Linked DNA regions of Mus musculus: regions 2, 3, 4, 5, 6 and 7 are each linked to region 1. The links are chromatin contacts, called in public ChIA-PET, HiChIP or PLAC-seq and promoter capture Hi-C maps. All regions are on one chromosome and are shown on one strand. Each heading gives the region's core, a stretch centred on a gene start, on an enhancer-like site or on the middle of the called end of the contact. The rest is flanking DNA. Distances are from core to core; before and after follow the strand shown. Region 1 holds the start of Chst2 (carbohydrate sulfotransferase 2). Region 2 overlaps Slc9a9 (solute carrier family 9 (sodium/hydrogen exchanger), member 9). Region 3 holds the start of Pls1 (plastin 1 (I-isoform)). Region 4 overlaps Slc9a9 (solute carrier family 9 (sodium/hydrogen exchanger), member 9). Region 5 holds the start of Trpc1 (transient receptor potential cation channel, subfamily C, member 1). Region 6 overlaps Slc9a9 (solute carrier family 9 (sodium/hydrogen exchanger), member 9). Region 7 overlaps Slc9a9 (solute carrier family 9 (sodium/hydrogen exchanger), member 9).

What was found. Promoter capture Hi-C pulls out the DNA fragments that hold promoters and counts their contacts. ChIA-PET counts read pairs in DNA pulled down with a chosen protein or histone mark. HiChIP or PLAC-seq counts read pairs in DNA pulled down with a chosen protein or histone mark.
Region 2: a contact with region 1 is called in a promoter capture Hi-C map of second pharyngeal arch cranial neural crest, with 7 times the contacts expected there. The contact joins the enhancer-like site here to the promoter of Chst2 in region 1. A contact is called at or near these places in 15 of 39 promoter capture datasets (the 3T3-L1 cell line, the HPC-7 cell line, cranial neural crest and 9 more), 1 of 15 datasets of contacts at CTCF or cohesin (CD8 T cells), 10 of 484 Hi-C or Micro-C datasets (CD4 T cells, Th1 cells, Th2 cells and 7 more), 23 of 115 datasets of contacts at active chromatin or transcription factors (SST interneurons, T-cell acute lymphoblastic leukemia, Th17 cells and 15 more) and 4 of 9 other capture datasets (adipose tissue, embryonic stem cells, liver and 1 more).
Region 3: a contact with region 1 is called in a promoter capture Hi-C map of hematopoietic stem and progenitor cells. The contact joins the promoter of Pls1 here to the promoter of Chst2 in region 1. A contact is called at or near these places in 15 of 39 promoter capture datasets (the 3T3-L1 cell line, cranial neural crest, embryonic stem cells and 8 more), 1 of 15 datasets of contacts at CTCF or cohesin (embryonic stem cells), 9 of 484 Hi-C or Micro-C datasets (cerebral cortex, embryonic stem cells, palatal mesenchyme and 2 more), 9 of 115 datasets of contacts at active chromatin or transcription factors (T-cell acute lymphoblastic leukemia, embryonic forebrain, embryonic stem cells and 2 more) and 2 of 9 other capture datasets (adipose tissue and embryonic stem cells).
Region 4: an H3K4me3 HiChIP or PLAC-seq map of craniofacial prominence shows a contact between it and region 1, with 7 times the contacts expected there. The contact joins the enhancer-like site here to the promoter of Chst2 in region 1. A contact is called at or near these places in 14 of 39 promoter capture datasets (3T3-L1-derived adipocytes, the HPC-7 cell line, HPC-7-derived erythroid cells and 9 more), 1 of 484 Hi-C or Micro-C datasets (cerebral cortex), 6 of 115 datasets of contacts at active chromatin or transcription factors (craniofacial prominence, embryonic forebrain, embryonic limb bud and 2 more) and 2 of 9 other capture datasets (adipose tissue and embryonic stem cells).
Region 5: a promoter capture Hi-C map of embryonic stem cells shows a contact between it and region 1. The contact joins the promoter of Trpc1 here to the promoter of Chst2 in region 1. A contact is called at or near these places in 17 of 39 promoter capture datasets (the 3T3-L1 cell line, the HPC-7 cell line, cranial neural crest and 8 more), 3 of 484 Hi-C or Micro-C datasets (all in embryonic stem cells), 2 of 115 datasets of contacts at active chromatin or transcription factors (both in embryonic stem cells) and 1 of 9 other capture datasets (macrophages).
Region 6: a contact with region 1 is called in an RNA polymerase II ChIA-PET map of memory CD8 T cells, with 10 read pairs. The contact joins the enhancer-like site here to the promoter of Chst2 in region 1. A contact is called at or near these places in 8 of 39 promoter capture datasets (3T3-L1-derived adipocytes, the HPC-7 cell line, cranial neural crest and 5 more), 1 of 15 datasets of contacts at CTCF or cohesin (the NIH/3T3 cell line), 6 of 484 Hi-C or Micro-C datasets (CD4 T cells, CD8 T cells, brain and 2 more), 14 of 115 datasets of contacts at active chromatin or transcription factors (SST interneurons, VIP interneurons, craniofacial prominence and 9 more) and 3 of 9 other capture datasets (embryonic stem cells, liver and pancreatic islet).
Region 7: an H3K4me3 HiChIP or PLAC-seq map of craniofacial prominence shows a contact between it and region 1, with 5 times the contacts expected there. The contact joins the enhancer-like site here to the promoter of Chst2 in region 1. A contact is called at or near these places in 12 of 39 promoter capture datasets (the 3T3-L1 cell line, 3T3-L1-derived adipocytes, the HPC-7 cell line and 8 more), 2 of 15 datasets of contacts at CTCF or cohesin (CD8 T cells and pro-B cells), 7 of 484 Hi-C or Micro-C datasets (CD4 T cells, CD8 T cells, cerebellum and 3 more), 17 of 115 datasets of contacts at active chromatin or transcription factors (DN3 thymocytes, SST interneurons, T-cell acute lymphoblastic leukemia and 10 more) and 2 of 9 other capture datasets (embryonic stem cells and pancreatic islet).

What each region holds. Positions count from the first base shown.
Region 1 is chr9:95,405,621-95,408,810 of GRCm38.p6, forward strand. It overlaps Chst2 (carbohydrate sulfotransferase 2), which reads right to left and starts at 1,650. Exons shown (of 2, transcript NM_018763.2): 1 at 957-1,650; 2 at 1-853. The coding sequence starts at 671.
Region 2 is chr9:94,949,259-94,952,448 of GRCm38.p6, forward strand. All of the region lies in intron 8 of Slc9a9 (solute carrier family 9 (sodium/hydrogen exchanger), member 9), which reads left to right. Among named protein-coding and RNA genes, the nearest start is that of Mir7656, 200 kb to the left of the region's middle. Within about 2 kb of position 1,568, at least 13 of the 459 cell types and tissues checked have an H3K27ac peak or open chromatin away from gene starts, as enhancers often do. A contact at or near this core is called in the HPC-7 cell line, hematopoietic stem and progenitor cells, pre-megakaryocyte-erythroid progenitors and 1 more, where this site is marked.
Region 3 is chr9:95,843,781-95,846,970 of GRCm38.p6, forward strand. It overlaps Pls1 (plastin 1 (I-isoform)), which reads right to left and starts at 1,499. Exons shown (of 16, transcript NM_001033210.3): 1 at 1,391-1,499.
Region 4 is chr9:95,033,235-95,036,424 of GRCm38.p6, forward strand. All of the region lies in intron 11 of Slc9a9 (solute carrier family 9 (sodium/hydrogen exchanger), member 9), which reads left to right. Among named protein-coding and RNA genes, the nearest start is that of Gm32018, 280 kb to the right of the region's middle. Within about 2 kb of position 1,432, at least 3 of the 459 cell types and tissues checked have an H3K27ac peak or open chromatin away from gene starts, as enhancers often do. A contact at or near this core is called in craniofacial prominence, where this site is marked.
Region 5 is chr9:95,748,711-95,751,900 of GRCm38.p6, forward strand. It overlaps Trpc1 (transient receptor potential cation channel, subfamily C, member 1), which reads right to left and starts at 1,638. Exons shown (of 13, transcript NM_011643.4): 1 at 958-1,638. The coding sequence starts at 1,129.
Region 6 is chr9:95,104,531-95,107,720 of GRCm38.p6, forward strand. The region is part of intron 12 of Slc9a9 (solute carrier family 9 (sodium/hydrogen exchanger), member 9); the gene reads left to right. Among named protein-coding and RNA genes, the nearest start is that of Gm32018, 200 kb to the right of the region's middle. Within about 2 kb of position 1,446, at least 5 of the 459 cell types and tissues checked have an H3K27ac peak or open chromatin away from gene starts, as enhancers often do. A contact at or near this core is called in CD8 T cells and memory CD8 T cells, where this site is marked.
Region 7 is chr9:95,124,237-95,127,426 of GRCm38.p6, forward strand. The region is part of intron 13 of Slc9a9 (solute carrier family 9 (sodium/hydrogen exchanger), member 9); the gene reads left to right. Among named protein-coding and RNA genes, the nearest start is that of Gm32018, 180 kb to the right of the region's middle. Within about 2 kb of position 1,650, at least 9 of the 459 cell types and tissues checked have an H3K27ac peak or open chromatin away from gene starts, as enhancers often do. A contact at or near this core is called in SST interneurons and craniofacial prominence, where this site is marked.

The sequences.
Region 1 (3,190 bases), core at 400-2,899:
TAGAGAGCGCTCAGCATGTCCCGCGCTGCCCCCTGCAGGGAAACGGCGTCCCCGGGGTACAGTTTTTGCCACACGTGCCACACAGGCTCATAGAGGAAGAACACCTCAGGGTTCTGGTTGAAGAGCTCACCGAAGAAGGACGAGCCCGAGCGCCACGTGGTGAACACATACACCAACTGCCGCTTGTCCCCTCCACCCCTGGTGCCTCGAGTAGCATTGCCCAGAGAGGCCGCAGCTCCTGCACTCCCAGCCGCGGCTGCGGGAACTGCCCCCACGCCCGCGGCAGGAGGGCGGTACGGGGTGCGGGGGTCCATGCGAGAGTGAGCGCGGGGTGGCGCTGCAGGAGGCGACCCCGGCCGTCCCCAGCCGGCCCCGGCCGCCCCTACCGCGGCACCCAGAGGCCCGTCGGGGTTGCACTGCTGCAGCGGCTCTTTATGCCACTTGTAGTCCAAGAGGTTGAGCATCGTGAGCACCAGTAGCAGTGCATAGCCCGCGCACAGCACCAGCGCCTTCCTGCGAAATACCTTCATCCCGAGCGGGGACGCAGGCCAGCGGCGTCCTGCGCGCCGGGGCCACGGCGGGAGCAGGGCCCGCTGCACGGCGGCAGGCGCGGCCGGCAGCGGCCGGGGAAGCGCACCGGGGGGCAGAGCTCGCGGCGAGCTGCGGCTCATCACAGGCACAGCCGGGGCCGGCGGCGCGGCGGAGGCGGCCCTGCAGCCCAGGAGGGGGACGCTGCAGGCCGGCTGCGGGCGCCGGGACTGGGGCCGCCGATCCGAGGCGGGCGCGGCGGCAGAGGCTGCTGGTCCCCGGCGCCCAGGGCTGGCTCTCCCATGGCAGCGGCTCCGAGAAGGACCTGCGAGGGGAAGCGGAGTGAATGGGTGAGCCCAGTCTCCGGTCCAGATGCCTCCTCCGCCTGAGTAACGCCCACCCTCTAGTCTGCGGGCTCCTCCACTCACCTGGAGCGGAGGGTGCGCCTCGGAGCGTCCCCAGATCCCCGACCGGCGGACTGTCCGGCTAGCACTCTCCTCGGTTTCTCTCCGGTTCTCTTCTGCTAGGGGTCCCCAAGCCTTCGAGGGAGCCGCGAGACTCCGCTGCCCTAGCCCTAGGCAGAGTTTTCCAGCAGCGGGCGCCCTGCACCCCGGGAGGGGAAACTTTCACCGGGCCCGGAGCCCAGCTCTGCGCTCCACCGAGCGCGGCGCGTCCCGGCTCCAGCGACGTCTCCTTAGGTCTCTCGGGACCGCTGCTTCCCTCCAGGCTCTGGGGCACGAAGCAGGCAGGAGGCGACAGTGGGGGGTGGCTTACATACGCCCCAGCTCCAGGCTGTTCTGCTCTCCATCGCTCTCTCTTGGCCTCCACGTAGCGAACCTTCCCATCCCTCCGGCGGCCGCGGATAGGGTGCAGCGCGGCCCCGCAGCGGCGGCTGCTTCTTCCATCACCCGGAGGATGTCCTGGCGGGCGGCTCAGGCGAGCCCCGGCGCTCCGTGGCCGCGGACTGGCCCAGGACTCTGTACACCTAGCTGAAGGCAAAAGAGCGGGACCCCCCACCCCCGCGTCACCAGCGGCTTCTGCCCTACGAGGTCCCGAGGCAGAGGAAGCCCCCGCCGCGGCCGCACTAAAGCGGCGCCCGGGAGGATGCTGCTACCCGACTCCCCCTACGCCGGGCGCCTGCAACGCGCTCGGGCCGGCCTCTGCGCGGCTCCTGCCAGCCCGCTCGGGGTTGGTGCGCGCCGCCGTCTGTCGCCCCGGCTCCTCCCCTTCGCCGTGCTCCCCTCCTCCTCTGCCTGTCCCACACCCGCCCTCCTCGCAGCTCCAGACTCCCGCCGCCACCTCCTTAGGGGCTGGAGATGCGACCCGGTTCAAGGAGGCGCTGCTAGGGCCTCCAGCCGTTAGTAGCAGAACAGAGCTCTAGGTGCGCCCGGGGCGCGGCGCCGGCGCCTGATTCCCAGCTCGCCCGCACAGCCGGAGACTTGGGTTCTCTGTAGCTGCACGACTCGGCTCCCAGGATTCGCTCTGGAGAAGAGTTGGTGATAAAAGTTTGAGCAGAAATACCCCGGACGTACGCTCCTTTCATCCCCAGCGGTCAGCACTGGTGTCCCCTCCTAGGACGCGAGCAGCACCGCCCAACAGCGCTGTGTGCAGCGGGAACCCAGTTCTGAAGCCTTGGCCCTGGTGCTAGCCCATTCCAGCGGGTTTGTGGTTTCTCCCTCAAGGAGGAAGTAATAAATCTTTCTGGGCCCGGGGTCACTGAAGAGGCTTCAGAGTATGCCTCTCCGCAACCTTTCCGAGTGTCCTGGATTTGGACAAGGCCACAAGGTTTCGATGATCCCACCCCCACCTCCTGCCCGGCAGATGTTCTAGGCTTGTGGAGTTTCCACCTCTGCTGACACCCTCTGAGACAGGGCTGCTGGGGGGAGGGGAGGGCGCTTTGTTTAAATTTGTGGTGTGATAGTGAGTCCATTGACTTTAAAGAGGAAGAGATGAGATCAAAGAACTTGATCGCAAAGGAAAACGTTTTTGGACGTTGAAAGTTACTTTTTAGTTTGGTCTGCGTTGGTTTGTATACTTTTCTTTCGCTGATGAGGGAATAAACTTCCATTGTAAAATGGGACAGCTACAGGATGGGTGGAGGTTAGAGGGCACATAGGAAAGATTGTACTCCAGTTTCCACCTAGAAGGGCAGAAAGATGAGTCATTGCGGTCCGGAGGTGAACTACTGATCACTGGGAGACTGATTGCCCCCCGTCTCTCAGAAGCTTTTACAAGTAAAACATAATTACTGCAAAATTATCATAGTCTACCTGGAGCAGCCCACCTCGGCTGATGACCCTCCTAAATTTAAAGCGTTGCCATTGACGACTTTTTTTTTTTTCAGGGTATTGTACAGAATCTTCTGGGTACAGGGATTGTTGAAAAAAAAATGACTTAATTCAATTGTTTTATGGCTTTAACTGGTTTGGTTTTGTTTCAGTTTGGTTTGGGATTTTTGTTTTGTTTTGTTTCAGTTTTTGTTGTTGTTGTTGTTGTTGTGTGGGTTTCATTTCAGGTTTTAAAACTTAAAAAATAGTATGATGTAGGACCAGGGAAATGGCTCCATGGGTAAAGGCACTTGCACCCAAGCCTGAGATCTGAATTTTGAACCCAGGAATCCACATGCTGGAAGGAGAGAAATGATCCTTATGAGTTGTTCTTT
Region 2 (3,190 bases), core at 318-2,817, 460 kb before region 1:
TACCCAGCTGCCAAGCATGGGCAACGAGACAGTAAATGTATACTCTGGAAACTTAGATTCCTTCATATTCCCTGAAGGAGTTTTCCATTCTGTTAAATCTTTGACTTTCAGTTCCAGGTCCTCTCTCAGTTGTAGCAGCAAACCTGTCGGAACGTCTTCTTTTTATGAGATCAGTGAAGAAATGCATAGCCTGAAAAATAACCCATCAACCTTAAGGCCCTCAGAGTACTGTGGAAGAACGAGACACATTGTTTTATTTTGCTTACAGTCCTTCTGTGTTCCAGTAATATAATCAATACTTCCTGTCTAAAAATGCACTATTCTCCAACCTCATAAACCCCTCAAGTCTGCATTTCATGTCAAAGAAAATCATGCTCTGTATGACAGACGTTTATTTCTAGGCTTCCCTATCTCAAGCCTTTATTGACTTCTAATGAGAAAAGGATGGGGCATAGTGTTATCACTGGCTGAGTGTATAGGTGATAATGGACTTGAATAAAACAGTTGAATATAAAGGAAAAAAAATAGACCCTACTACTAATCAATCCTCATAAAACATTTATTTGTATGTAAGGATATAAATCATCACCCTGCATTCTCTTTTCAAAGTAAATAAGCATTTCCTTAGATAGAGAAGAATTAATTTGAGAAACAAGCATTTCAGTCACTCGTGTCTTCTTGAAATTATTATGGGTTGGAGACAATACAGAGAGACAAGCAGTGGACATATCTCCTGGGGATGAGGAGGTGGACAGGAGGTCAGCCTGCATTTGTAGGACCCCATGTATCCACAGTCCACAGACCTTGTCACAGTGTAAGGACTGTGTTGTTCTTAACACAGACACTTTAGTTAAAGATGCCCAGAAGTTACTACCTACGATAGTGCTTGCTAAATTTTCTGACTCTTACAGACATATATATATATATATATATATATATATATATATATATATATATATATGTCTATCATATGCCACATGGTTTCATTTCTTGTTCATAAGAGTTCTTATATTTCTTAACAGTACACAAAGATGCTTGTAAAAATTATGAAAGTTTCATATTTTCCTCCAACTTTTAGTTGTCTTATCCCAATTTAAAACCACAACTACAGACAACCCTTCTTAATTTACTGAGAAGACAATGGGATTTAGTAGAATGCAATTAATTTAAATTGAACCAATCATCCAATTTGTTCAGTGTCTGAACAATCACCTAAGGGTCCCAGGCCTCTTCATTCCCAATGTATTATTACTCATTTTACATAATTTACAGTTACAGGATCATGAACCTTGATCATGTAAGCAAGCAAATTGATCCGGAGGTCTCTGAGGGGGTCCAGAGTATAAGTAACAGAGGACGGTGTAAATAGTGTTTGGTTATTCAAAAGGCAGCAATTGTTGCATGGAAACTGACCTCCCTGGAAATAATTTACATACCAACAGTATCATTATTTTTACCAAATAGCTGTTTCCTGAATTTCCTTGCCAGTGAATTTGAACTGAACTGTGTGCTTTGTGGTTTCTCAAAACAGTTCTTTTAACTAGTGTCTGAAAGTGTTGGTTCTAATTTTTGTTCAAGATTGCATAAATGAGTCCCTGCAGCCAAGCCTTTTGTGACCTTGCCCACCACTGGAACCTCAGTGGGCAGATGCTGAAAGGCGATTCTGTGCACAAACATGAGTCAGACGTTCTTACTTTCTCTGAACTGCTTCCTGATTTCCTCCAGAGTCGCATTTAATGGCTGCTTGTTTTTCCAAAGGTAATATAAATAGAATCAACATATTTTATATAATACAAAATGAAGAACATTTTTCCCTTTTTATTTTCTTACTTATTTGAGAATTCCATTCAATGTATTTTAATCACATTCCCCACCCCCCAACTTTTCTCAGATCCTCCATCAAACCCTTACCTGCCCAACATTGTGTCTTCTTCTTTTTTTAAAACCTTGGATTCCAATTTGTGCTGTTCTTATATTCTTGAATGTGTAGCCTTCTACCAGAGCATTCTTAAAGAAAATCCACCACCACCACCACCACCACCACCACCACCACCACCACCACCACCCCCACTCCTGGCAGCATTCAATTGCCAATAGCTCCTCATGCAGTTGTGGGACTTGGTGCCCATCTCTCCTTTCCATGCTAGACTTTCGTATGGCTTTAGCTGGCATAGGTCTCTTGCATCCCATCAGCCACTGTAAGTTCATACATGCAGCTGCCCTGCTGTGTTCAGGAAAGGATTGAACCTTGTAGTTATCTCTGCCTCTTTCAGCCCTTGAGCTTTGAGAGAAGGGGTTGGCATATGCACATCCCATTTAGGGGTGAGAAATATGCAGTTTCTTATTCTCTGCACCTTGACCAGTTGTGAGCCTGTGTGTTAATAACCACCTACTGCAAATAGAAGCTTCTCTGATAAGGGTTTATATGCACATTAATATAGGCTTATGAAGATAAGTCACTAGGAGTCAGTTTAATAGTATGTTCGTTTAGCAGAATAGTACCAAGTTCTCCCCTAGAGACTATGACCTGTCTAGGAATGGGTTTCACCTTGTAGAGCAGGCTTAAATCAAATCAGAGAGTGATTGGTTACACCCATTATGTTCATGCCACTGTTGCCCCAGTGAGCATGTATTGTTAGATCAGTCAGTGCTGTGGCTCCCAGAGTTCATAGCTGGATAAGACAGATGACTCCTTTCTCCTCCAGTAGGACGCATGCACAGGACCTTCTAACACTATGAAAGCTAGTCCATGTGGATGAAGCTTGAGTTCTCTGAGCTCTGTGATTCAGAGATTCAGAGGCTGTCTTCAGAAATAGGGTCGAACTATCAAATCAGTAGCATTGGCAATAGTCTGTAATGTTTAGAGGTCTATAGGACTCATAGACCAAACAGGCCAAAAGAGGTTATCCCACTCCTGACCCTTTCCTGTCTGCCCTCCTTTACCCTGCCTGATCCCCAACCTGGCTTTAACACTTCCTGTTCCATTATACCCCTTTAATCTTTATATCACTGGGTTTTACCCCACTCTCTTGAAAGCCCTTTACTAATTGCCTAACCTCTATGGGTATTCCCAATAGAGCACACATACCTGAAAATTCAAATCTAACACCAGCAAATGATAGATATATGTGACATTTACCTTTCTGAGTTAATGTTGTCTTGCTCACTATAAAATTTCCTTCAAATAATT
Region 3 (3,190 bases), core at 249-2,748, 440 kb after region 1:
GAGAAAGGGCACAGGGTTCGGTTCCCAGACCAGCATCCCCATCAGGGAGGCTTGAGAGGTGTGTGGCTTTGTGAATAGAGGGATGAGCAAGGTAGGAACTAACTCCCTGCCTCCATCAGACTGAGCGGGAGAGGCTGGAAGAGAAAGAAAGGTCAATCATCTACAACAAGAAGAATATCAGAGAGGCACAGTAAAGAGATCCCTGAAATCAGAAAACCAGCTTCCCAGGCCCTGCTTGGCCCTGAGGGGCGAGCGCGGGCAGAGCAAGTCATCTAACCTCCCTGGTCTCAGCTTTCTCATTTGTAAACTGAAGCAGCTGAACTGGCTGACCTCAGAGGTCCCTCGGAACAAAACCAGACCAACTGTATATTATTTCGACCATTAAAACCCTCACGGCAGGAAAATAAAGGGAAGGGGGGGGGGTCTTCTGTGATCTCTTTTCTAGTTTGTTTTTTCCTCCTCAACTTCAATTTTCCGTTTCCTACACTTACTACGGTCACGTGCCTCTCGCATCACAAATTTAACACTTTCCTATAGAATTTCACTAATGAATTAAGTTTAAAGAGGAGTTGGTTACAAGAGGTGGGGCGTGGAATTAAATGCCCTTGCTTCACCTTTGTGGGGCCAAAACATTGGTCTCTGTATTCATCCTGAAATTCTAGTTATGATTCCACATTCCTCCAACAAAGAAATGTTCATTCCGTGTTGGCCCCATACAGTCTACAACAGCTTTGAGGTAGGATACATGTCTGTATAAGTCACACAATGTAAATAACTAGGAAAGTTTTTCTTTTCAATACTACTCATTGAAGCCTGGGATGGGGGTAATAATGTTAAAAATGGGTTTCTGTATTTTGTTTTGGTATTTTTTTCTTTTTAATTTTTAAAGCTTATACTCGAAAATGCAGCCTGCTGAATCGCACAAAATTCTTGGCACTTTCCCCTAAGACTGACATTTCTTGCACTGCATCCAGAGGCCCCAGGGCTCCTGGAAAGGCACTTAAGTCCAGCAAACACGGATGCAATTTCATTCTGTCCCTACATTCGCCTGTGCACCAGAGGCGAACACAGTAACACAACTTAAGAGACACACCAACGGATCAGAAAAACCTCTTCAACAGCCACGCAAAGTTTAAACCAGAAAACTTAGTACCCTCCCTTCCTAGATGCAGGGTATCACGATGTGCTTCCTGGGCTGGGGCTTAAGCAGCGACACACAGGACTTCACACCTGAGCGCAAGACTCCGCCGCAGGGCAGGAGCGCGCCCGCAGGTGTCGGAGGAACCCGGAGCCCTCGCCGAGCGCCGCTAAGCCAAGCTTGCCTTTCCTGCCCGGCCTCCCCCTCCTGACCCACGCCCGCTTGTGCGTTCAGGCACCCAGCCCCCGGTACCTGCGGCGGCCGTTCGGCAGCTCCTGCCCGGGATCCCCGCGCCCGCTGGTCTGGTCCGCTCCGCTGCGGCTGCCACTCACCCGCCTCCTTGCTCCTGCGCTCGCGCCACTGCGCATGCTCGTCCCGCACCCCCACCCGCACGCTTGAAATCCACTCGCCAGGTTTTAGTTGCTGCACCCAGGGGAGAGGCCACCAGATCTTTGCAGTCAGGTGAAAGGAGGCTTGCAGGAGCTAACTAAAGAGGTTTGTGTTGAGGTTGGGGGATGGAAGATGGGGAAGTGGACCCGCGCTGCAGGGGCGTCATCCCTGCTGCCCACGCTTCACTCAGCCTAATTACAACTGTCTGCACCCCTGAAATGAGTTTTAGCACGGTGGTTCTCAAACAAGGGGGCCTCAGGTTTTTGTTCAAACAGCTCTCAAACCCAGAGTATCCGCATCTTTTATCTGAATGCTGGATGTTTCTAATGTGTTCTCAGAACACTAGTATGCATAGCACTTTTGAAAACTACAGCTCACAAGGTAAGATAATTATTAAAGTAAAACAATTTCTCTCATCCTTCTCCCTTCTGGGGAATTCAGATGATCCTTCCCTCTTTATTAAACAGCCACACCTATTTAAAATAAATAACCAAAGCCCACACTCAAACAAAGGCAGGACCTTTTTCCAACAACATCTGAGTCAAGCCAACGGAACGCAGCTTCAAGGGCTCTTGTGTGCTTTTCTGGTAGCATGATCCACAGGTGTGCAGGGTACTTTTGCTGTCCTTTGACCTAAGGTCCTAGGTGACCCTTGGCCCTGTAGTCCTGAACTGATGCAGAACAGGTAGCAATCAGGCCGGTAGGAATGTGGCTTCAGTACACTGAAACTGTTTAAAGTCCAAAAGAATTGGTTGGGCCAAAGAGGAGTGAGCTAAGGACTTCTCCGTGCCTAGAAAATCCCATAACCCAGAAAGTCCAATAAATAACGTTTTTGTCTGAGTGCAGATGTACAAGAGGAATTGTGTTCTCTCAAAATATTTACTTAAACATGTATGTACAACATGACTTAGCCATTTCATTCTTAGCTCTTGTCCAAGATAAACTAAAGCATATCACATAGAGGCTTGAATACTGATGTAGTAGCTTCCTTCTCTTTTTCTGTAGCCACAGTTGGAAGGAATTGACTGTCAAAAGCAAACGTGCTACATCAGCACAATGGACTACTACTTGGTACTAAAAGAGAATGACCGATCTAAATGCTTCACTATAGATTGCCACATCCTCCTATACCAGGAGTGAAGGAAGAAAAAGAAAACACACAGAGAGAAATGGACAGGGAAAAAAAGCTGAGATTGGGTGGTCTGGGCTCCAAGGTTGAGAAGCCACAGGGTCCTGGAGATGGTTTATGTGTAGTTTATTATGTACAGTTGAATGGGGAGGTGGGGTTATTGCGTGTAGCTGAACAAGGAGGCAGGTGTAGGGAGACTCAGTGGGAGAGCGGTGGGGCAGTCTCTGTAGGAAAGCAGTCCATGGGCAGCAATGGTGACCTTTTCAGCCCACACGACCAATGCCTGTAAATGGTCCAGAGGAAGGCTTGGCCATCCCTCTGAGCCTTTCCAGACCCAGGGAAGGCTTTGCCATCTCCACAGGGCTGACGCACTGGGGTACCTGACATGGTGAAGCCCACTCACTCAGGACTTCATTTGCTCCCTACAATAGATAAATCTCAAAATCATTATGCTGAACTGGAGAAAGCAGAGAGAAAATATATAGCGTGAAGCTTCATTTCTGTGAAGTCACACCTTGATAAGAACAAAAGCA
Region 4 (3,190 bases), core at 182-2,681, 370 kb before region 1:
AGATAAGAAGGTTGGAGGAGGTCTGTGTGATCAGTTGGAGATGGAAGCAGAAGGGAAGGAGACGTCACAGAGCGGGGTGAGAACAGAGAATTAGATTTGGGAGAGAGAAGAGGAGAAGTAAAGATCTGAAGTTAGCCTACCTGCTTCCCTGACTGGAGTTATAACATCATTTTTACATTTGGTCATCCAGATATTCCCTCAGCACATATTTGTCTGTCGGTGAATGCTCTAAGGTGGGTATTCAGGTAAACAAAGACAAAGGTGCCTTTGAGAGAGACATTTGCCCTGACTTAGTTCTCTAAGTCCATACACTTCAGACTCAAATGTCAATCAAATAGAAACCTTAGCTTTCTGCCTCAGTCAATGGTGCCTACCATTTGATAAATCTCCTGTTTATCCACCCTCGCCATTTGTACACCTTTTGGCATTATACAGAAAGGGAAAAAAAATTTAAAGCAGAAGTGAACTCTTTTCAAACTTATTGGACTTAAGCTTTGCTTTCTCCCTTGGTACCACAGTTCATATCCTGGGAAAAGCCCTAACGGAGAGTCCTGATTTATATAAATATACTCAAATAGCTCGTGTTTGTTGTTATTGAAGAGAGCCATGTACAGGCTTTAGGCTCCATAAAACCTTGTCAGACTTACCTCCAAAAGTGGATGAACCAAGTGATATGGAGCTACAGAGGTGGCTCAGTGGCTAAGAGCTCTGGCTGCTTTTTCAGAGAACTTGGGTTCAGTTCCCAGCACCTACAGGCTGACTGACTACTGCTCCAAATTCCAGAATCAAGTGATCTGAAGGCTTCTCCTAGCTTCCACAGACACCACACAAACATGTAATGAACATACAAAACATGTAGATGGCCTGGTAATATTTTTCAAGTGAAGCACTCATTGTTCATGGCTGTTCCACAGACTAAACACACACACACACACACACACACACACACAAACACACACATCTGCCTCCATCCTTTGCCTCCAGAACAATTAAACCAGCAAAACAACAGGAAGACTGCAGACTGAATTCCTCCACTAACAGCCCCTCCTATACAATTCCACTGATGTGGACTAGTAGTGTGTATACACTAAGCCTTGGAACAGTATAGTGGGAGACGGATCGAGATCAGTTGGTGAGGATCTGGACCCCACTGTTTGACCTATCTGTCTTAAGAAGTCATTAATGATGACAAATGCTGTTAAAGAGTCAATCAAGGAGGTTAACCCTGAGACATATTTAAGACTTTCTTTAAATTCAAGACCAGGAGGCTGTAACTTCTCTGGTGTATCCTGTGACATGCAGCACAAAGAGCTTAATCAAAATGCTAAGCTCCTTTGAAGCCACTCCTGATTCTACATACAACCCTAGTAATGCCCCATTGAACAACCCTGCCCCAGCTCCCAGCTCCCTTGAAACCAAAGAGACTACACTCTGTGGTTTAAATTAAAGGAGATGTGTTTCACACAAATTAGCTTCCCTATTGATGTGGTGCATATTACAGAGATCAGTCTTCTTGTTTTAATTTAAACCCATGTGCTGCAATTTTTATTTAATTTAAAACTAAATAAGAGCCAGGAGCTGATAGAAGGAGGGAAAATGCCAAGCCTAATTGAGCCCTGGCAGCCTTTTTGAAACCACTGACTTGGGAACTACAAACTCCCAGACTGCGGAGTTTCCATGCCACTTTATCTGGCTGGGAGGAAGGCTAGGGAACTGTGGTTGTAGAAGGCAGAGAGCGTGTTAAAAAGCACCCTTCCTTGAATTCATTTCCTACCGGTACACTTGAAAGAAGACATGGAGTCCGTGATGTAGCCTCTCACAAAACTCTAGATGAGTTTTAACCAGGGGAATATGACCACATTACAAATTCCTATGAAAATTCATCCCTGAACTCATCACAGTCACAAAACTAACAATGCCAAGTTTGCGAGGCTTTGTTGACTGTGTTCAGTATCCAACCCATCATCCACTGGTACATGTTAACATTCACAGCACTGCCAGCATCGAAGGAAGGGGAGAAAGATGTGGAAACAAAGATTAAAACTCATTTTTATTATCAACATTTATTGCTTCTCCCTTGGCTGTGTAAAGGCCAGCACTCCGGCTAATATCCAGGGGAGTGTTGTGTTCTTCAGCTTAGGGTCAATGGGAGTACCAGTGCAGAGCTGGAGGCCATCTTTCCCTGTGTCATTTTGTGAAACAACAATTGTCTGTTATCTGAACATTTGAGACTCTGGCACAAAAGTATCCATATCTAGAAGAAACCAGCCAAGCAGACACCACAATGCCTTACAGAATCAACTAACTGTTAGCACATGGTTTCAGGGTCTCTGTTCTGTTGGTGCCACACAGTTCTGACGAGCATTGTAGTGGCAGGAGGCTGGAGCAGGGGCTAGTCTTCACTTCCTTGGTTGACTAGACTCAGACAGTACCCACAAAAGGAACCAAAGATTTGTCCCTATGGACTTTCCTTCAGAGACCTATCTTTTTAAGCTAGGGCTCAGTTCCTAAAACATCCACAGCCTCCCAAAGTCATAAGAAGCCAAAGACAACGTGTTCAAGCCATGACTTACCTGTAGGAAACATTTCCTATACAAACCATAGCAGAAGGAATAAAACTGAAGGTGAAGCATGAAGAAGGTCACGGGGTCAGCAGTGTCAAGAAACAGGAGTCTCTGTAGTCTTTCATAGACTAATGAAACTCTGTTGAGATGACTTAGTGCATCCCAGTCATCAATCGCTCTCTAAACGGGGCACTTTCATGCTCTCTTAATCCTGAATACCTGTGCTAGTATTCTATCTCTGTGACCTGAATAATTCTCAACTTGACATAACCTAGAGTCACCTGAGAAGAGGGTCTCAATGAGGGACTATTTACCTGGGGTAAGTCTGTGGGCCTGTCTCTGGGAGTTATCGTTAATTTATGTGGGAAGATCCAGCCCACTGTGGGAAGCACCATCCCCTAGGTTGGGGGATCCTGAACTATAGTAAGAGTGGAGGAATTGGAATTATCACAGGCAAGCAAGCAAGCAAGCCAGAATGTATGTCTTCATTTCTTTCTATTTTTGACTATGGATGTAATGTGATCAGCTATCTTAGTCTCTTGAGGCTGTGACTTCCCTGTAGACCATAACATGGGATTGTGAGTTGAAATAAACCCTTTTCCCATAAGGTTCTTTGTTGTCTTACC
Region 5 (3,190 bases), core at 388-2,887, 340 kb after region 1:
TTAAACCTCTATATGTGAACAAATCCAAAAACTTCTGTAACTAGTTTTCCCATAGTGTGAGCTGGCCTCTGGAAGTAGGCTTCAGAAGTCTGCATGGTTCCAACAACGTTTTCCCAAATAAACACTGCCTTTCAACATCCAACTGCTTAACTGAGGAATGAGAATGTTTCAGTACTTTTTTTGTTTTTCAGATAAGAGATAAAAGCAATCTGGGAGCAACCAAGTTCCATGCTTGTCTTTTAATGTGGCCAGAAAGTGATCAATTTTTAGATTCAAAACCAGTATATTCCACATTATTTCGCCTATATTTACTTTTTTTTTTTTTTTACTACCTTTGCCTCCCTCCAACTCTCTGAAGCAATAAATCTTTCTCCCTAATAAAAAATACCGACATTTAAAAGGGGTTCCAGAAATTTGGGGAAAGTTTCGGCAACTAGGGCAGGATTTTTCGTATTATTTGTGTTAAAGATAATGGGATACTACTCAACTGTAACAGGCTAAGGCACTGCTGGCTGATGCTAAACAGAAGTAAAAGTCTTTTTTAAAAATAACAACAACAACAACAACAACAAACCTACAAGGTGACAGCCCATAAATCGGAGAAGTCTTAAGGGAAATTCGTAGAATTTTCGGATTAGGTCCAAAACTAGCCTCTGGCTCCCAAAGGAAGAAGTAACTTCAAACTAGAGTTTATTAGTGACAGAAGTGGGGCAACTTTGGGATCAAGGCTCCCTCCTCGCCATGGAAACGTCCCACCTGCGCGAGTCCACCGCCCCCGCCCTACCTGCCTGCTGCTCAAGCTCAATTAGGCAGAAGTCCTGCGGGCTGCACAGAGGTGGGAATAGCCGCTGCACACAAGGAAAAGCACGAGTGCCAGGAGTTAAGTTGAGGCAGGGGCCGGACCCGGGGAGTGGGTGCTAGGGTGTCCGGAGGTGGAGAAGGGGGCCTAGCTCTCACCCTTGTCGCACGCCAGCAAGAAAAGCTTCTCATTCAAGGTGTTCTCCTCCTTCACCTCTCGCACATCCTTCAGCGCCATCACTTCGTTGGGCGACGAGGAGGATGGGGAGGAAGGCAGGGAGGAGGAGGAGACGCCCGAGAGGTCCGTGCTCGGGTACAGGGCCGCCATCATCGCGGCCCACGACGGGGGCAGGCCAGGAGACGGAGGCGGGGCCCCCATGGGCGCCGACCCCGACCCCGACCCCGAGCTGGAAAACGGGTGAGTCGTTCCCACGGCCACATCGGCGTGCGGCCCGTTGGCCCCGAAGGGCGTCGCCTCGCCCCGAAACCAGCACTCGCCCTCCACGGACAGCCCCAGGTTGGTGGCCGCGCTGGCGCGGCCCCGGGGCCAGCGCCCTCTGCCCAGCCGCCGGCGCCCCGGTCGAGCTGGTCCGCGCCCGTCCGGGGACGACAGAGTGGAGCGCGCCAGGGCGGCAGCCGAGCGCGGGGCCGTGCCAGGAGCCGCAGGGGCCGCACAGGGAGCGGCCCGGCCTGGGAGGGAGTGAGGGGGCCGCCGGCCGGAGAGCTCGGCGGTGCGCTTCGCAGCACGTCTGGCTCCGGGGCTGTGGGAACCGCTGGCCCAGCAGCACCCACAGGAGGCAGAGGTTCGCGGCTTTCTCCTCACGTCATCCTCAGCCCCGCGGAGGCGACGACACCGGGGCGGGGCTTAAGGCGAAGCCGGGCTAGGGGCGGGGCTTGTAGGGGCGGGGCTCCAGGGCTGACGCGCCTCTCTGGTCGGTCGCCTAGCATCTTGGGCGCGTCTGCAGCATCTTTGAGCACCTGAGGGCATGGGAACCGCTTGGTGGCGGATTTCAGGTAATTTTATCCGCTGCCTGTTTGTGCTGCTGCTGCTACTGCAGCACAGAAAAGGGCCAAGGAGCTTCTGAAGGATTAACGTTTACTTGAAATCCTGTACGGAATTGTCCTAAAGCCTGGCCAAAGCAACCTGATTATGGAGTTTGTGTTTACAGTTCCCTCGTTCCTAAAGGCGTTTTAAAAACAATCTTTGTGATTTAATATGGTCTAACATTCCTGATATTTCCAAAGTCACTATAAAAGTATTCGCATGTAAGTCAAAGGCGACCTATAACCGTTGCATAAGCACAGTTTAGGAGTTACTCGCCATACAAGTCCTTTTAGTGGATTCGTTATATTTATCCTATCTAATTTTAAGAGATTCGCTATTTAGACAACAATTGTCTGACGTCCAGCAAATGCGACTTGAAAACTGCATCTTTTCAATAATTTTTAATTGCTTCCTGCAGTCAACACTAGGGGGAAAATCTGAACTCTACGTTTAAGATTTAGATTTTTAAAGCAATGGATAAATGTACTTAAATTTGAGGGGAATACTGCCTCTCCTATTCAGGCTACTTTGTCCCATTAGTTTCTCTTTCAACATTTAACTTACTAATTCTTAAAAATCAATGTTCTCTTTAGATATTCTCTAAAAGTCTTTGATGTCGAAGTCATCTTTTCAAACGTTTTCTGTATTTGATGTAAATGATAATCTCAAGTTGCTCCAGTTTTTGTTTCTAAATGATCTCCCCGTTGTCGTGTAATGTTTAATACACTTCCAAGTTTATGAGTTTGGTGAAATTTCCAAGAGGCTCAAGGTGAAGCCAGTGGGAGAGAGGAGCGCCCATACATTTGTATATGCACCTCCTTTGTTGCTCAGCAAAATGTTTAGCCAGTAGTAGAAATCTAATCCTGCGCTATCTGAAATTTCAGTATTTGAAGTTAACTCAAATGACTCACAGCCATACACAGATTCTTTATCCAAAGAACTATGGGACTGGATTACTTTCTAAGACTGGAGGGAATTCCAACCCTCTTTGGTAGTAATCTTAAGAGACCTTCCAAAGCACTAGAGAGCCTACTTCAGGCAAGCTGATAATTATAATGCAGGCTTTTGGATTGTCTCCGATACAGACAAACTGCTCAGCGGGCATAAATTGGGACATTCTAACAATACCTACATACTTAGCACATGTGATATGTAGATCAGTATTGGAGTTATGATGAACAATGGTATTCAAAAAACTCAAAAGTGGCATATTACTCTAAGCAACTCCATCAAGTCACAGGCAAACAAAACAGAAACCAAAAGAGGAATCACAACTCCAGCCAGAGAGGGGAAAGAAACTCAGATTTAGATCTAGTCCTACAAGTAGGATGCTACTGATATTTTTCA
Region 6 (3,190 bases), core at 196-2,695, 300 kb before region 1:
GCATCAAACAGCTGTTTTATATGCTTTATGAAGACATTTCACTCAAATGTACCATGGAATTAACTATATTCCTTCTTCGTGCCCTCCCACCTGCCCCTTCTTCCAGTCCACATCCCTCCCCTAGATATTTGCACATGGTCCATATGTGTGCTATGTGTGCATGTGCATCTATGGAAACCCAAGCATTCAAAAAGGGGAGAAAATGTGCAATGTTTGTCTTTCTGAATCTTTCATACTTGGTTCCTATAATCTCCAATTGCATCTGTTTTCCAAGAAACAACAAAATTTCATTCTTCTTCATGAAAAAAGCATCATTTTGTATTTATATCGCATTGCCTTTCTGTGTTGGCAGGCACTCTGGCTGATTCTATAGCTCAGCTATTGTGAATAGCACAAAAAAAAAAAAAAACCCAAACAAAAACAAAAAACAACCCCTCCAAAAAAAAAACAAAAAACAAAACAAAACAAAAAACCATGCAGATAAGTAATTGTGGTATGTACTTCCTTAAAGATTGTTTACCAGAAAGTGGTATAGCTGGGTCATGTGATGGTTCTAGTTTTCATTTTTAGAGAAACCCCCATTGTTTTCCAAAATGGCTGGACTACATTACATTCCCACCCCACTTCCACATTCTCACCAGCATTTGTCTTCGTTTCTTTTACTAAAATTTTAACTTTTTGTTTTATTAATTATTATTAAGGTGTGTATATGTGTAAGCACATACACATGCATGTGCTCAAGTGTGTTTAGCCTGTGAAGGAGTGTCAGCGTCCAGCCAACAAGAGTTGGGGGTCATCAAGGACTAGAGATACCTGGTAGGCTAATAAGAAAACACACAATTGAGATACAGTGCTGACAGGCTGGTGCATTGGCATGGGAGGCCTTGGACTCGGGAGTCAGGGTGCTCACCTAGACCTGACTCAGCCCCAGTCTTATATTGAACTCATAAAAAAATTAGGTTACAAAATCCAGGGGGGGTGTGGTAGGTAAAAGCTTCTCTATTTTCCTGTGCAAACATTTTCTTGTGACCCAGAGTAGTACAGATTTAGAACAGACAAAAGGAAACTATACAACCTTAGACATAAAATTTTTACAGCAAGCACAACTTTTTGTATCTCCTGACCACCAGTCTCCAGTGAGACAATATGGTTTCATAAAAGAGCAAGCATACTGCTGACCCTTCAGTCTTTATAATTTTTGGACCCCATCTGCTTGTCTACAAAAACATCCTCACCCAACCGGTATGGAGAATTCCTAGGGGGCTGACACCATCGCCCCTAAACCCAAGAAACCCATTGCTAACTTTCTAGGAGATATTTGTATATTATTTCATCCTCAATTCTGTATAATAAAAATAGGATCCTTTTATTATACAGAATTGAGACGAAGACTGGGGGAAGAGCTACAGAATTACTCATCTCTGCCTGTGGCTCTAAGTTACTTTCATTTCTACCTAGAGCGAGTGACTGTAATATAGATTTCTCTTGAATTCATGAACATCCTTCACTTGAATATTATTGGCAACATCTAATTTCTGGGTATCAAGCGGCCTCCTACTAGATCTTTCCAGGTCACTAAATACCAGTTTAATCAAGGAAGGCAGGAAGAAAGAAAAGGAATCGTAAATAGATGAAGAAAATACTAAGTACTAAGAATAATTGCAGAAATGACATCACTCAGTGTTTGCATCAAAGGAGCAGGACTTGGGGCCCCTCAGTACTCACACTGGGGCCCACAAGAGGCCATTGCCTCAAGCTCTGAAACACGGTACCCCCAGCAGGTTTTTCCTCCTTGTCATCTGGGGTCCCAGGTCTCTCCAGCTTAATGTGGGGTGTCTCCAACAAAGGAGTATAGGCGTGACTTTGCCAATGTACTTATGTGGGGAGTCCATTCCCCCCTTCCACCAGAGGTGACTAATCTTGGTTGCCACTTTCATACCCTTGGGAAGATGAAGCCTTAGTTGAGGAATGCCTTGATCAGATTGGCCCATGGACATGTCTGTGAGGCACTTTCCATCCCAATTTGGTTTGAGTCAGTGTACTACAGCAAAGGAGAGCAAACCAGGACAGTCACTAGGCCATTTCTCCACTGCTGTTTTTATTTTTATTTTGTCTGTTTGTTTAAATTATAGCCATTCTTACTGGCATGAGATGGAATCTCAGTGTTGTTTAATTTGTGTTTTGCTGATGCCCAGGAATACTAAGCTTTTGTTTTCCCGTTTGTTTACTGACCATATGCACTTCATCTGGTTTGGAGAGCCACCCACTCATTAGTCTCTCTATTGACTGAGTTCTTTGGCCTCGTTTGATATTTAGCTTCTGTGTGTGTTCTTTATGTATTCTAAATGTTCATCCTCTGTTGGCTCTGCAGCTAGCAAGGATGTACTTTCATTCTGCAGACTGTCTCTCCCCTCACTTCCTTCCTTTGCTGTATAGGAGGAAGGAGCCTTTTAGTTTCATGTAACTCCACTTGGGATGACTTCTTGGGCTATTGAAGTCCTTTGCAGAAAGTCCTTGCTTATGCCTATGTAAATATGAGTATCTCCCACAGTTCTCCAGTTTGCAGTCTTTGTCCATTTCAACTTTCTTTTTTATTTTTCAGTACAGGTCCAAGTATGGGAATCCAGCTTCATTCTTCCAACTAGTTTCTTCAACACCATTTGTTTAAGAAGGCTGTGTTTTCTCCACTGTTTGTTTTTTGGAAACTTTATTAAGAATCATGTGTGTTGCCAGGCGTGGTGATGCACACCTTTAATCCCAGCACTTGGCAGGCAGAGGCAGGCAGATTTCTGAGTTCAAGGCCAGCCTGGTCTACAAAGTGAGTTGCAGGACAGGCCGGTCTACACAGAAAAACCCTGTCTCGAAAAACCAAAAAAAAAGAGAGAGAGAGAGAGAGAATCATGTGTCTGTGAGTTTGACTCTGAGTCCTCTGTCCTATGCCACTGACTAGCGTGTCTGTCCTTGTGTTAGGACCACGCTGCTTCTATTACTGTGGCTCTGTGCTACAGCATGAACCTGGCATTGGGATGACTCCAACACAGTTCCTTTTGTTCAGGATTGCTCTATGCAGCGTCCTTTGTGCTTCCACATACGTTTTAGAATTGTTTCCCTAATTCTGTGAAGAATGTCACAGTAATTTCGATAGGAATCCTGTTGAATCTGTAGATTGCTTTAGATAATACAGCCAGTT
Region 7 (3,190 bases), core at 400-2,899, 280 kb before region 1:
TAAAATTTTATAATCGCATATAATTATTGGTAAAATTTCCTACTAGCCTGAGTCATTTTTAAAGTTTATACATATTTTAGCTTTTTCATACAACATTTTAAAGTTCACCACTGTTAGTTCGGCAGTGACTCTCACCTGGAGATATTACCATAATGAAAGGTATTTTTTTTAGTTGTTTTAGAAATAAGATTGTGCCGCATAGAAAATGAACATCATGTGACATTTGGGTCTTGGAAAAGCTTTCACATCTTGGGAGTTTCACCTTCCCTGTCTGTCCAAAGTGAATGATAATGGTGTTTATCTCAGGAAGCTGTCACAAAAAAAAAAATCAACAAGAAAAAAAACAAACCTAAGCTTAGGACTAGGGAGATGGCTCAGTGGGTAGGGTGCTTGCTGTGTAAGCAAGAGGCCCTGAGCTCAGATCTCCAGCACCCATATAAAATCTAGACTTGGAGGTGCACAGCTGCAATCACAGGGCTGGGTAGGGATGGGAACCGGTTGATTCTGGGGTTCATTGGCTGGCCAGCCTACCTGGAACAAAGAGCTCTAGTTTCACTAAGAGTGGCAGGCTAAGAAAAACTTTAAGTCAACAAACAATGGGGGAAGACCTCCAGTATGAACCTCTGGCCTCCACATGCATTCACATATACATACAAGCTAGCATGCGCATACACACACACACACACACACACACACACACACACACACACACACACTGTTAATACAAACCAAACTCAACTTTTAAAAGATTTTAGACACTTCACCTCACTACATTAAATAATTATGTGTTTTAGATTTCAGTAGAAGAATAATCAGAACAGAGAGTAAGTAAACACACAGGAATAAGGAGAATCCAAATCAGCAGGTTGCAGGGCCTCCATCCCTGCCGAGCTCCAACTACAAATGAATATTACGTTCCCTAGAGACACCTGGCAGAAAGAGGAAATAATCAGTCATATCCTAAGTCCTTATCCTTCGGGGACACAAAGCATGTCCCTGCCCTGGTGGTGTAAAGAGTGGTGCTTACTGTTTCTAACCAGATCTCCCCAGAGCTTCACGCAGAGGGCAAAGAAGGGGCTCTCTCCATGTTAAGCCATTCCCACTCTAAATCACAAGCTCCTGAAGGAGCCGTTGTGGCTTACAAATAACTTTCAGGGGATTCTGGGCATCCTTTCTCACCATGTTCTTTAGCTAGCAAAACTAGCAAATGGCAAAACCCGTTTTGGAAAGAGGTTGGAGTAATTATCCCCTTAGTGTCAAGTACATGAAGCACTGAACTCCGACCAGAAGTCATTGGCCACGGGATGCGTGCAGCTGCCATTCAACCTGGGCGAAGTGTGTTTGGTACTTTGTGAGCCTTGTGTCAAGATGCTCTCTGCTGTCCTTCTGCCTGGCAATGCCTTACTTGTCATCTATTGATGCCAAGCATAAGTCTGAGTTTTAGCAAGACCATGTCCCTACTTACTTTGCCTTTACTAAACCAAGTTTAAATTAACAAGATTAATATGTGGGATGATCTCTGCACTGGCTAACCACAACAGCAGTTCCTAATGAAAAGCTAAAAATGTTTAAACTACTTACAGCCATTCCTGACTCCGCAGTCTCAGAGTCAATACTGTATAATTAAATGCAGCTGCTTATAAAAGAATTCCCATCTTCTTAGCTTGTAGAGAATACTTCTGGGCTGTAAGCTTGAGGCACAGCTCCCTGTGCAACACATGACAGTGCAATCTTTATTTTGCCAGGCTCAGAAACTTTGCAAAGCATGCTCCAAATGCAACCATTCAGCTTTGAGTGCACACAGTTTATGGCTTTGCTGCTTTGAGAAGTGTATGTTATGTATACTGTATGTTATGTATCTCTCACTCATGTTTGAAAAACAGATAGTACTACCCTTCCTCGAGCCCCAGATAGTTTTCCTGTTCTTGGAAACACGCCCTTGTGAGGTGGGTAAAGTCTCTGGACTGTGGTGTAAATTTCCAGCACTTAAGAGGACTCAGCAGGGCGTCTCTTCCCTTTTCATCAGTCTGTCAGGATCTCCCCGTTGAATGCTGGCTATGGTTTTTAATATTATTCTAAGCATATTGCATGCTTTACACCAGTTTCAGAGATAACCCTGAACAGGCACTATATCATCCCATCTACACGCAAGGAAACTGTACACAGAGAAGTTAGATAACATGACCACAGGCACGGAGAAGGCAAAGGTAGAATTTGAATCCAAGTAATTTGGTTCCAAAATATCCCACTTTATCAGATAAGAGTGCGTTCGTGTGAGTAGTCATTGACCCCACACCTATCAAATATAAGCTGCTATGCAGAGAATTCAACTGTTACTATTTTGAAGTCTTTTCCCACACAGAACTTCTGTTCCAAGGAGGAACACCTATCAGAAAAAAGATAGTATGTAAAGGTTGTGAGTTCAGAAAAAGATAACGATGAAGCAGGTGAGGGGGTGGAGAAGGGAGGAGAGGTCATTGGCTATATAGGGCAGATCTATGAAAGTACCATTTGATAGAAAACTGAAATGTGCGGAAGCAAGCCAAGTGGAAAGGAAGGCAGTGGTCCAGTCAGATGGCACAGCAAGGATGCAGGCTCCATGTCAGTGGATTGGTGTGAGCACAAGCAGAACCAGGTGCAGGCCAATGTGGCTGAAGGTGAGTAGCCAAGGCAGAAGTAGGTAAGTGAGCTGGCAGTGGTGAACAGGGCCAGTATTGGAGCTGCAGTGGCGAGTTTGATCTTACTCTGCAGAAAATGGACATACCCAACAATTTCTCAAGCTTAGAAGTTTTTCCTTTCTCCTAACCCAACTCTGTCAACTATTACTTTTGTCATTACTAACATAACTTTATTTTTAACACAGTGCTAGCCTGTGTAGGGTTTCTCTTAAATATTAGCTTGCACTTTTCTATTACTTCCTGAAGGTCTGGTTGTCCATTCTGTGTGGATATGACCTTGGTGTCTTGGTTCTGATGGCTATGGCTCCAGACAGTTCAAGCCCAGTTGCAAAAGGTCCCAAGGAGTGCAGAAGTATGCCTGCAATAACTGAGCAATGGGGATTTAAAGATAAGATTTCTCACCCAGAAAGACTCATGCTAAGCAAAGACACAAAGAAATGCCTGTCAAATATGAAGGGCATAAGTACAGTGAGCAAACGCTTGTCTGCCAAGTATCTGAAAGCCATCACCTT